3 separate regions of the Mus musculus genome follow, and all the other regions are linked to region 1. The links are chromatin contacts, called in public ChIA-PET and promoter capture Hi-C maps. All regions are on one chromosome and are shown on one strand. The core of a region is the stretch at or near the end of the contact, and the rest is flanking DNA. Distances in the headings are between cores, read along the strand shown.

Evidence for each region. Promoter capture Hi-C pulls out the DNA fragments that hold promoters and counts their contacts. ChIA-PET counts read pairs in DNA pulled down with a chosen protein or histone mark.
Region 2: an RNA polymerase II ChIA-PET map of memory CD8 T cells shows a contact between it and region 1, with 6 times the contacts expected there. The contact joins the enhancer-like site here to the promoter of Cox7c in region 1. A contact is called at or near these places in 4 of 39 promoter capture datasets (3T3-L1-derived adipocytes, liver and pre-B cells), 8 of 484 Hi-C or Micro-C datasets (B cells, CD4 T cells, bone marrow-derived macrophages and 5 more), 1 of 115 datasets of contacts at active chromatin or transcription factors (memory CD8 T cells) and 2 of 9 other capture datasets (adipose tissue and liver).
Region 3: a contact with region 1 is called in a promoter capture Hi-C map of pre-B cells. The contact joins the enhancer-like site here to the promoter of Cox7c in region 1. A contact is called at or near these places in 2 of 39 promoter capture datasets (the C10 cell line and pre-B cells), 3 of 484 Hi-C or Micro-C datasets (CD8 T cells, the G1E-ER4 cell line and LSK cells), 3 of 115 datasets of contacts at active chromatin or transcription factors (double positive thymocytes, effector CD8 T cells and memory CD8 T cells) and 2 of 9 other capture datasets (liver and macrophages).

The regions. Positions count from the first base shown.
Region 1 is chr13:86,044,793-86,048,301 of GRCm38.p6, forward strand. It overlaps Cox7c (cytochrome c oxidase subunit 7C), which reads right to left and starts at 2,003. Exons shown (of 3, transcript NM_007749.3): 1 at 1,809-2,003; 2 at 935-1,077; 3 at 6-116. The coding sequence starts at 1,883. The coding sequence ends at 961. It overlaps Gm22574 (a small nucleolar RNA gene), which reads right to left and starts at 256; the gene lies at 197-256.
Region 2 is chr13:85,272,437-85,275,945 of GRCm38.p6, forward strand. The region is part of intron 1 of Rasa1 (RAS p21 protein activator 1); the gene reads right to left. Among named protein-coding and RNA genes, the nearest start is that of Rasa1, 15 kb to the right of the region's middle. Within about 2 kb of position 1,580, at least 7 of the 459 cell types and tissues checked have an H3K27ac peak or open chromatin away from gene starts, as enhancers often do. A contact at or near this core is called in memory CD8 T cells, where this site is marked.
Region 3 is chr13:85,505,383-85,508,891 of GRCm38.p6, forward strand. No RefSeq gene overlaps it. Among named protein-coding and RNA genes, the nearest start is that of Rasa1, 220 kb to the left of the region's middle. Within about 2 kb of position 1,704, at least 118 of the 459 cell types and tissues checked have an H3K27ac peak or open chromatin away from gene starts, as enhancers often do. A contact at or near this core is called in CD8 T cells, the G1E-ER4 cell line, LSK cells and 4 more, where this site is marked.

The DNA of each region.
Region 1 (3,509 bases), core at 753-3,252:
TATTGCAGAGACGAGGCATTGAATCTTTATGTCATTAGTTTATTTACAATTTTTTCTAGTATAAGAGTTCAAGAGTTTAATCCAATTTTCAGATCATCTCTTAAACTTTCTTCATTCTGCAAAATAAAAACAAAATGGCATTAGAAGCCCGACTTTACAAGTTACAGCAATTTCATATCATCTATCAATTTGATGATACATCAGAAAGCGTTTACAGTATCATTTTATTCATACTGATTTGCTTCATCACATGTACCAAAATTTTCATGAATTATGCTAAATAAACACATATGTATATGAAGGGATCTAGGCTACCACTATGCAACATGTCTATGGAGAAACTTATTAAGTTTTTCAACCTCAGCAGACCAACTGATATACCAACTTTAATACCATAAAATAGATAACTAGGAGTGGTAGAAATGAAAAGAACACTGGAACATTTCAGGGTTTCTTTCCCATCAACTTTGTAGATGTCAATACCATTTGGTAATGTCAAAGGTTGGCTATCCTTAGTGCACTTTTGTCGCTGAAGATTCAATTATTTCTGTAGAAGACACAACACTGATTTATGAAGTGTGATTCATAGAACAAGATTATCCTCTGTAGGAACCCTACACTAGTGCTACTAGCTATTGAAACTCAATCAATTATCTCTGTGTCTTCAATGGGGTTTTAATACTACTTATCTTAGAGGTGTGTTGCATAATATATATTCAGATTATTGGGGTCAAGGAGTACTTGTAAAATACTGACCTTTACTGATCAATACTTTATTTTTTTAATAGGTTTTCCAAATTGCCTCTACCAATATGACATTTACACTTAACCTTAAGGAATCTGGAGACAACTATCTACTTGCATGTTGTGGAAGAGTGTATAGGGTATAGAACAGAAATTACTGTTTTAGGAAAATTAGAAGCTTACTAATTACCTGTTAAAGGGATGAATTAAATATCCTTATTTTTTAAGTAGCTGGTGTCTTACTATAAAGAAAGGTGCGGCAAACCCAGATCCAAAGTACACGGTCATCATAGCCAGCAACCGCCACTTGTTTTCCACTGAAAATGGCAAATTCTGTTGAGAAAGAGAGAACACGGCAAAAAACATTCGTTCAAAGCATCTGAACTTGCTCTAATAAAAGGGTCGGGAGCAACCACGTATTTTATAATCAGCTGCATTCGACAGAACATTTTCATTTTAATTTAACACGCAGGTTTTCTGAATACCAGTTGGTAGGCCCTATTAAGTGTAAGGGTCTTTTTGGTTTTAATATTTGAAAAAAAAATTACTCTCCGAAGTAGTAACTTTTAGAAACAAACACATCATTCTCGTCCGTTGTTATTCGAATTTTCAGTATCAATCACAGTACAATTTTCTCTTTTTCCTATTCCACATCCTCTCTCTTCCCTTTACCAGGCTTCACCTAACAATTCCGGGGCAGTCACCACTAAGTACTCCGTTTACTTACACTGGGGGCTAAACCGGGCCTAACCGAGGATCGCCGCTTCAAACGTGGCTTGCTGGTTTAAAGCGCTAATAACCAGCCACAGGCCCTCTTCTTTTGTTTCCAATGACCTTCAATCTCCGACGCCGCCCAGCTCCCACCGAACCTTCCAGGCCTCGCTCTGCGGCTGACAGGCGGCGTGGAGGCAGCGGCTAGGCGCCGTGCTTCCCAGTTCTCCCCGGGGTGTGGACTGAGGGGCCTGAGTGTCTCCCCGAGCTCCTGGACAGTCACTTCCCTCCCCACACGCTCCAGGCCGGCCGCCGAGCGTCACCTTGCCCCTAGGCAGCCGAGCCTCACTCACCTTCCCCGGACCCTCCTCATAGTGGCTGCGACGGACCACGGAGGTCGTGAACCTCCGGATACTCTGGCCCAACATGTCGCTGCTGGAAGTTCTGCGAGGGCCGCAGACACGGAAGGCGGAAGAAATGGCCGTACCACCTAACTCCCCTTTCTACACGACCTTGCTCGGCAGAGCGCGAAGACCGAAAGGGAAGATGGGAGTTACAACAGGAACTTCCTGAAACGTACTCAACCGGCGGGCTCTGAGGTTTGTGGGCTTTGTAGTTTAGATAATACCGGGCGCCATATCGGCTCCGATGGATTGTGGGAAATGTAGTCTGGCTCTAGAATGAGCGCGCACCAGCACCAAGTGATAACTTACCTTTAGTGATTCAATGGGACCTGAGCTGTCCTATGAGTTCAGATCTAGGATTCTTGGGATTTGTTTCCAGAAACAATTTATTGAAGAAACTAAAGCTGCTTTAACATGTGTGTTCAAGTTAATGGAACAAGAAATAAAATTATTTTCTTGTGAGTATATCAGTCATTTTGATTATGGTTCTTTGCCAAGGTTGAAAGATGTGCATTATAGTCCTGTCTGAGGGAACACAAGCAACTGATCAAACAGTATGTAGCACAAAGGATGCCGTAGTGAAAACTGGACTGAAGTGCTAAGACCTGGTTTTTTTGAAGGTATAGAAATTGGATATAAGAGGACATACAGATAGAAACTCCTATGCGCAGCATGATTAGGTTGGAGAAGACACAAGAACCTTCTGACTTCTGGAGATTCCCTGGATTAGGAATTGGTTTATTCCTGCTGAACATAACAGTTTCATGGAGCATCAACATTAGCCAAGGCTACTAGACACTCGTAGATTATTGTTTTTTTTTTAAATTGGATAATTTCTTTATTTGCATTTCAAATGTTATTCCCTTTACCAATCCCCCCCCAAACTCCCTATCCCATCCCACCTTTTGTGAGAATATCGTTTGAAAAGGGGGTCACTGTGTGTATCTCTAAATATATAAATATAACCTTTTCAGTCTGTATAATATTACTTATGTATGTAACAATACCGGATGAAATGAAGAAACCATGAATTTGAAAGAGAACACAAGGCAGGGTACATGAAAGGGGTTGGAGGGAGAAAAGAGAAATGGAGAAATGCTGTAATCATATTATAATTAAAAATTATAATTTTTAGAAGAACACCACATAGACTTGTTAAATTAAGATTAGTCTAAATATGGTTCATATTTGATGATAAAATTTGGCTGAAACTATATCCTAAGAGATGTGTAAAAATATTTCATTCAAGCTACTAAGGCTCAGAAAGTAACAGGAGTTAAGCAAATCACAGGACTACATTCTGTCATCTAGCTCTCAGTCTGTCAGTCTGTTGGTTTGTCTATCTATCTATCTATCTATCTATCTATCTATCTATCTATCTATCATCTATCTGTCATCTACATATTTATGAATCTGCCTGTTAAACATAGTTGCAAATTCTATCACAAGTGTAGGCCATCCTTACCTAATCTAGATGACTCTCTTGGACTCTCTGTGAGTATTGTCATTAAAAGAGTAAGGCAGAAAGTATCAGTGTGCCATTGTCTTGCCCATATATAACAGTAAGAGAGATGAAAGGAGGTGGGGAGGGAGATTAGTTCCTCTCCTAACTTTTGGAGTGGGGGGTATGGGGAGAGAGAGGGGGGGAGA
Region 2 (3,509 bases), core at 330-2,829, 770 kb before region 1:
AAGGACCTGAGTTCTAGCCACATTAAATAATAATTTTTCTAAGCTGGGCACATTGGCACATATACTATAAGCAGGTGCTTGGGGGAAGTCAGAAACAGGCTGACTCCAGGCTCATTGGCTGGCCAGCCACCCTAAGCTACTTGTAGAGTCCCAAGCCAGAAAGAGACACTGTCTCAAAAAACAAAATAAACTGTTCCTAAGAAAGTATATAAGATTGTTGTCTGGATTCCACTGCACACACACAAACACACACACACACAAGCCTATATTCATCCATTCATATATACATACTCACACACAGGAATTAGAGAATTGTATAATTATATATTCATAAACTAAACCAAATAGAATATAAATGCATCAAAAATCATGCAACAAAAATAAGATGATAGTTTACATTCATATTAAATTCCTAATTCCAAACTTTTTTTAAAAATCCAGAGCCAGATAGTGTCACTGATGAATTTTACCAAATATCTAAAAATCAATCAATAGAAGTACTTCATAAACTTCCAAAAAATGCAAGAAAGAAAATGTCTTCTCCATATTATGAGATCAGAATTATTCAGTCACTAAGTGTTACAAGAATGCTGCCATTATCTTCAAAATTTACATAACAAATCTATGTGACTTATTCTAAGCATAAACTCTTAGACTTAACATTACAAGCACCTTCTATAAAAAGCCTGACTTGTCCGATGCTAGCAAAGAAAGTGCTTGTTCTAAAAGAGAACCCATCAAGAAGAGGCAAAGACAACCTACAGGCTGAAAGAAAATCTTTGTGAAGCATATACACAAAAAGCAAGTAACTAAAATTTTGGGAAAAAAATGTTTATATATATATATATATTGAAACTTAACAAAAAAAATTCTAAGCCTAAAAGAGAATTTTTTTAAATGGCAATCAAGGTGGCTCAGTAGGTAAAGGCACCTGCTACCAAACCTGACAATCTGATTTTGACACCTACGACCTACACAGTGAAGAGAGAACCAACTCCCACCGGTTGTCTTCTGAATTTTCCTTGTGCAACATGGGACCTAAATGTACTCACACCTGAAAGTAAAAATGTAATTTAAAAATTGAGTTTTTGTTTTAAGTAACAGTACTAGAAATAAAAAACCACTAGAAATGGGACAAAGATATTTCACTAGAGAGAATATATAGGTAGCAAATAAGCTCCTGAAAATATTTAACACTGTTAGTCATTAGGAAACAGTTAATTGAAACCCTAATGAGTTATCATGAACATTTATCACAAAGTCTAAAATTAACAGAGTGATACTAAATGCTGATGAAGATAGAGAGAAACAGGATCATTTGTGTATTGCTGGTGGGATTAAAAAAACAATAAAGCAGAGGCTAAAGAGATAGATTAGCAAGAGATAAAGCAAGAGGCTAAAGAGATAGGTAGCAAGAAGACTTTAGTTCAGATCCCATAAATCACACCAACAGTCAGGCATGGCTGTGAGCATCTATAACCCACTGTGCTGTGACTGGCAAAGAGAGAAGGACTGCTGGGACTTGCTGGTGGACAGACTAGCTCCAGGTTCAGTGGGACTCCCTGTAGCAAGGGAATAAGGCAGAGTGTGATACAATAGGACACACAAAGAAGGGATGTAGACATGCTAGAAAACAGAGGGCAGCTTCTTACAGAAAGCAAACATGCACTTACCACAGAATGCAGAAACTGTATTCATGGACATTTATTTAATATAACAAGAAATTTTGGCTTACAGCAGCATTTTTTCATAGTAGCCTAAACTAAAAGGAGGCAAATGTTCACCAGTGACTGAATGGTTACATTGTTACATTTGTACCTTTTGTAAATACCACAATACTAATTGGCAATGAAAAAAAACAAAATATTGGTATATTCAACAGCATTGTTGAAGCTGGACAGCATTTTCCTGAGAGACAAATGTCAATGTTAAACATACTAGGGTTCCATTTATATAGCCTCCTTTAAATGAAAAAATGAAAAGCAGTTAAGTAGTTGCCAGAGGTTATGGAAAAGTATGAGAAGGAGGGAAAGGTTAGTCACACAAGAACATCACAAGCAGCCTGGTGATGACAAAACTATTCTCTACTTCTAGTGTGGTGATAATTACATATACCTACGCATGTAACAAAACTGAACAGGACTAAATATACATGTACATAGCTAAGGAAACATGAGTAAGTGGATTATGTTAGTTTCTTGGTTTGATGCTGTACTTTAGTTACATAAAATATTACTACTGCAGCACAGTCAAACCCTGCACACCCTTCTCCTCTGTTTGCAGGTTCTCCCTGACCCCGCCCATCCATGCACCCTGCTAGATTTGGCTCCCAGGTCCCCATCCAGTGCCCCACCTTAGTCTGGCCACCTAGGCCTGCTCAGAAACCAAATTCTAGGCTCCCACCAAGACTGGTCCTGCCTACCCAACTCACAGTCCACTCTGATGCATATCCAACCTCTCCACCAAGCCAGATCTACCACCAGTCTAAGATTAGACCACACCAGCCCAGCCTCCTGTCAACCTAACTTCATTCTACCCAAACAATTCACCAACCAGACTCAATCCCCACAAGCATCCTCTCTTCTGACCTAACCAGCTCTGTCCATATCAAACTTAGAACTAATAAAGGAACTTCACGTGGTCCAGATCTCATCTCCAAATTAGGAACAATATGAAATCTCAAGCCAGTATCGCTCTCCAAAATCTACCATTTCTGTAGAAATGTCAATCAAATGAGAATTATCCAAGAGACAGAATTTTAGAAAAATCACAAGCTTCATCCAAAAGAAAAAAAAAAAATTCAAGAAGCTTAAAGAAGAAACTCACACACACAATGAATTAATTAATTTAAAAAACAGCCCACCGAAATTAAGAGGAAGAACTTAAGGAAAATGAACACTTGAGTTATGCTCAAGAAATCACATGGAGATTGATGGGGGTAACAAAGACAGGATAGGACTTAGAAAAGAACTCAATAAAGATATAAACTATGAAGAAGGCTCAAGCTAAAATGAAGATGGAACTGAAAAACCCAAAATCCAACTAGAAAACTCAGAGGAAGACTACCGGAGGCTTAAAAGAGTCAAGTACAAGTAGCATTCTAGATTCTCATAATCAAGAATAAGTACAAATATCATAAGTTGCAAATGTAACTTTTATTCTCCTATAATAATTGTTGTCTCCCTGATCTGCTAACCTAGACCTAGTCCTGGAAGCTTCCAGCCTCCATACAATCTTATTTAGGCCTAGAATATTTCTAGCCTCTGAGACTTAATGCTGAATAACCTCACCCTGTCTTATTCTTTCTGAACTCTGTTGGGCTAGTTCAACTCTGCTGTTCTGGTTCAAACACCTCTCCAAGCTGACTGACCTGGCTTCTTTCTTAGCCACTGAATGAATTACTTTGCTTGGCCTCATATTAACTGTAGTAATATGTTCTAATCTTCTGCCTTCTTCTCATTTCCTGGCTCATTCTGTCTTCACCTAAGTCTAGTTTACTCTCTCTTCAA
Region 3 (3,509 bases), core at 454-2,953, 540 kb before region 1:
CAGGGTTAGGTTTTGTGATTAACTTTGAGAGGATTCTTGGTGAATCTGAGGGATAGTAATTAATAAGAGAATATCATACAGCGTATGTATGTTCACACTTCCTTATTCCTACAACTTGCTATCCAATCACCACTGAAATTTTCTCTTTATTTCTCTCTCAACTGAATTCTTTCTTGAAACCACACCAAGGGCTTTCCCAGTTATTAGTGGATACCAACAACAACACAATGTCACCATGGTGAAAGAAGACTGGGGGGTAGCTTTCTGCTCTTCCTTAAATGATAGGTTGTATGGCTTACTTATACTTCCATATATGCGAAATTCCTCAGTAAAATAAGTACTAGTTTGTTTCGGTGATGCATGATTGAAGTAAACCTATTCCTTGATGCTAAGATACTATAATTTGAAATCTCACACTGTTATAAAAAGTCTAAAGAGGTGAACTGCTGTTTTGACCAAGATAGTGAAATTGAATTACAATTTCATAATTTGGTTGCATTCTTCAAACACTTTTAATTTTAGATTATTTTTGTTTGTTAGTTTCCCTTCAAAGGAATAGTTGTGTTTTGTTTTGTTTTTATTTTTGTTTTTGTTTTTTTCCATGTAAATGAATCAAATCCTGTTAAACAACATGGCTTCCTCAGATCCTAGAACTGGGCTAGTGTTCTGCTAAGTTGTGGACTATATTGCAGCCAAAGCACTCGTTTTAGGAAATGACTGGTATCAATAATGCATAAAAATGTTTATTCCAAGAGAATGAAAGATGAAACTGATAGCCTGACATTACCAGTAACTGATAAGCCTTTACAAAAGTCATCACAGGGCTTATCACAAATAACCACCTGAAATGCTGGTAATTGTAGGAAGAAGGCTGTTTGTTCTTGCTTAAGGAGATAGGAGGAATTTCTCCCAATCCTACACTTAATCAACCCTTTATGGCCCAGTCAATGTACTAAGTGACTTACAAGTAGTATCTTAATCAATAGGTAACTGTGGTGGATAATAACATGACCTCCATTTCACAATTATGGCAATTTGAACACAGGGCAATTGACTTTCTTGTCTTTGAAATAATGATTAAATACAAACAGCTCTTACCCTTTATATTTTGATTTGTTGCATAATATTAAATGTTAAAGTGTGTACTTTGGTAGAGAGCAAGTTCATGGTCACTAGTTACTGTTAGGTTTCAGGTACTTGTTCTGTAATTTCACTGGTGGTCTGCAGAACTTTGCTCCAGTACTTAATGCTTATTCGTTCGACAGTCTATGAAATTACTGTGCTGGTTTGTACAGTGGCTTCAATTTGTTTTACTATTAATGGCCTGTGATCTGGCCTTCCTGAGCTGCAAAGCCGAAAAAGCACACTTGTACCTGTTTTCAATTTTTTTTAAAAGAGTGTTCCAATTGTAAAATGGTCTTTAGCAACACAAACACATGGCATTTTCCAAGAAGAGTTAAGAGACATTATTTTTTTAAAAAGAGAACAGAAAGTGCTGATGAGGGCTCTGTGCCTTGGAGGACATGGCTGGCAAACACTTGGAAAAAATAAATGAGTGATGTTTATGTTAGGAAGCAGGGGAAAGGGCCTTAGGCTGCCTCTGCTTCACTTACTGTCTAGTGTCTCTGGGCTTGTGTGCTACCATCTACCTTATAGACAGGCTTCCTCTCCTCCTTGATATCCTGTGCAGCTGTTTGCTCCACCGCCTCTTCAGTAGCTCAGCATTCTGGCTACAGCTGACTTCACACCACCACCCCCAACCCACACATAATACTCACCCCATAATTAAAGATTCAGCATCCTGCTTTCTCTTTGTGACATTTTAACCCACTGCCCTCACTTCCTGTTATTTCTTTATTTTCAATTCTGTCAGTGAGTGATTAAAAAAAATACCATTTAGCTTATTAGTTTCTGTATTTAGTTAATATTTAATTTTATTTATCTTTGTATTTCATTTTTGGTTAAGTTACATAAAAACCTCCCTAGAAGAAAGATAATATTTCTTATTTAATGGGTGTAAAAGTTAGAATTGGGTGTCAATAATCACTGCTTTGAATTATAGCCAATATAAAAAGTATTTCAGCTTTTCCATTTTTCGTGTCTCTAAGGTTTCCCAGAAGTGTTGTCTAGACCTCCCTGTGGAAGGGATTCCTGGAGTCCTGTTTGATGTTTTCTTGTTGAGATGTTGCTTCTTATCTCTGGTCTCATGCTGCCTCCCTCCAAGAATGGAGTGGGCAGAAGGGTGAAGAATGAGAAGCAACTTTTATTTGTGAAGAGAACAGAACGATTCAAAGGAGGAAGTGGAAACTCTAAGACCCTTAGCGGCAGCAGAATGCCAACCAAGAGACAGAGAGTAAGTGAGTACTCTGGGCCCACTTGAAGGTGACTGTCATCAAGTATCACAGTTTTCAAAGTTCCTTAAGATGTCAAGATGCACAGAAAGTCACCGAAGGCAGCGGCAGCTGTGACACATTTCAAAGGCTGGAACAACCCCACCCCCCACCCCACCCCCACTTGCAGCTTAAACAGCTTATCTAAGGCCAAGACAGGAAATGTGGTTCTTGAAATAGGAAACTGGAGGCTGATGTGACTTCACCTACAAGGGGTGGCTTTGCTGTGGGTCTCCAGGGGGGTTTCAATAGCTTCTGCTTTCTGTTAAGTGTTTGGGAGCTAGTTCCTATTCTCAGGAGCTGGCTGAGATGACCGAGGACCAGGTCATCTCTAATTCAGTGGATCTGAGGACACACAATAGAGATGAAAATCAAGACAAACCAAGCAAGAGGTGTCAAACCTGGGAAGGGAAAGAGAAAGCCCTTCAAACCCCTAGAGTGTTCTCAGCCAGGGCCTCTGTTCTAATCCCCATTGTCCATACCTGGAGACGCAGTCTATGGTATGCGTTGGTTTAAGCTTGGGTTTTGATTGTGGGGCCTGCCTTGCTTCCTGGCTCTAGGGATGAACGTGTATATCTTTGCCTGGGATCATCCAATTCTGCTTTGGACTGTGAGATGCTGCCAGGGCACAACCTGAAGATTGGGCTTCTTTCACTATTGCTGCAAAGGTTGACGGTCCAGTTGACTTTGTCCCCACATTTCCAGAGCTTTCAGGGCTGAAAGTTTAGATCACTATTGAGAACCACATCTTTGCTGTTGCCACAAGTTAGGTTGTCATAGGGCCCCTCTTAATCCCATCATTATGGTCCCTTGTCTATCTAGTCTCTCAGGACTCTCCTTTATCCATGTTTTGTAAGTTCACTCTTTCTTTTCCTTTTCTAGTTTCCACTACTGGTCAGATCCTTATTTCAACAAACCTGAATTTTGCACTTACACTTCTGTTTAATATGTGTGAGTTATCTTTCCCCACACCTGTCCAGCATAGCTTCCTCAAACCTCCTATCCTGGTACCATAAAAACTATAGTGATCTCCCTGATTATCAGGACCACGCTGCTTAGCCATGCAACAGACCTGGGACTGCCTGACCTATATAAGAAATTTTCATGGCCATCTCACCA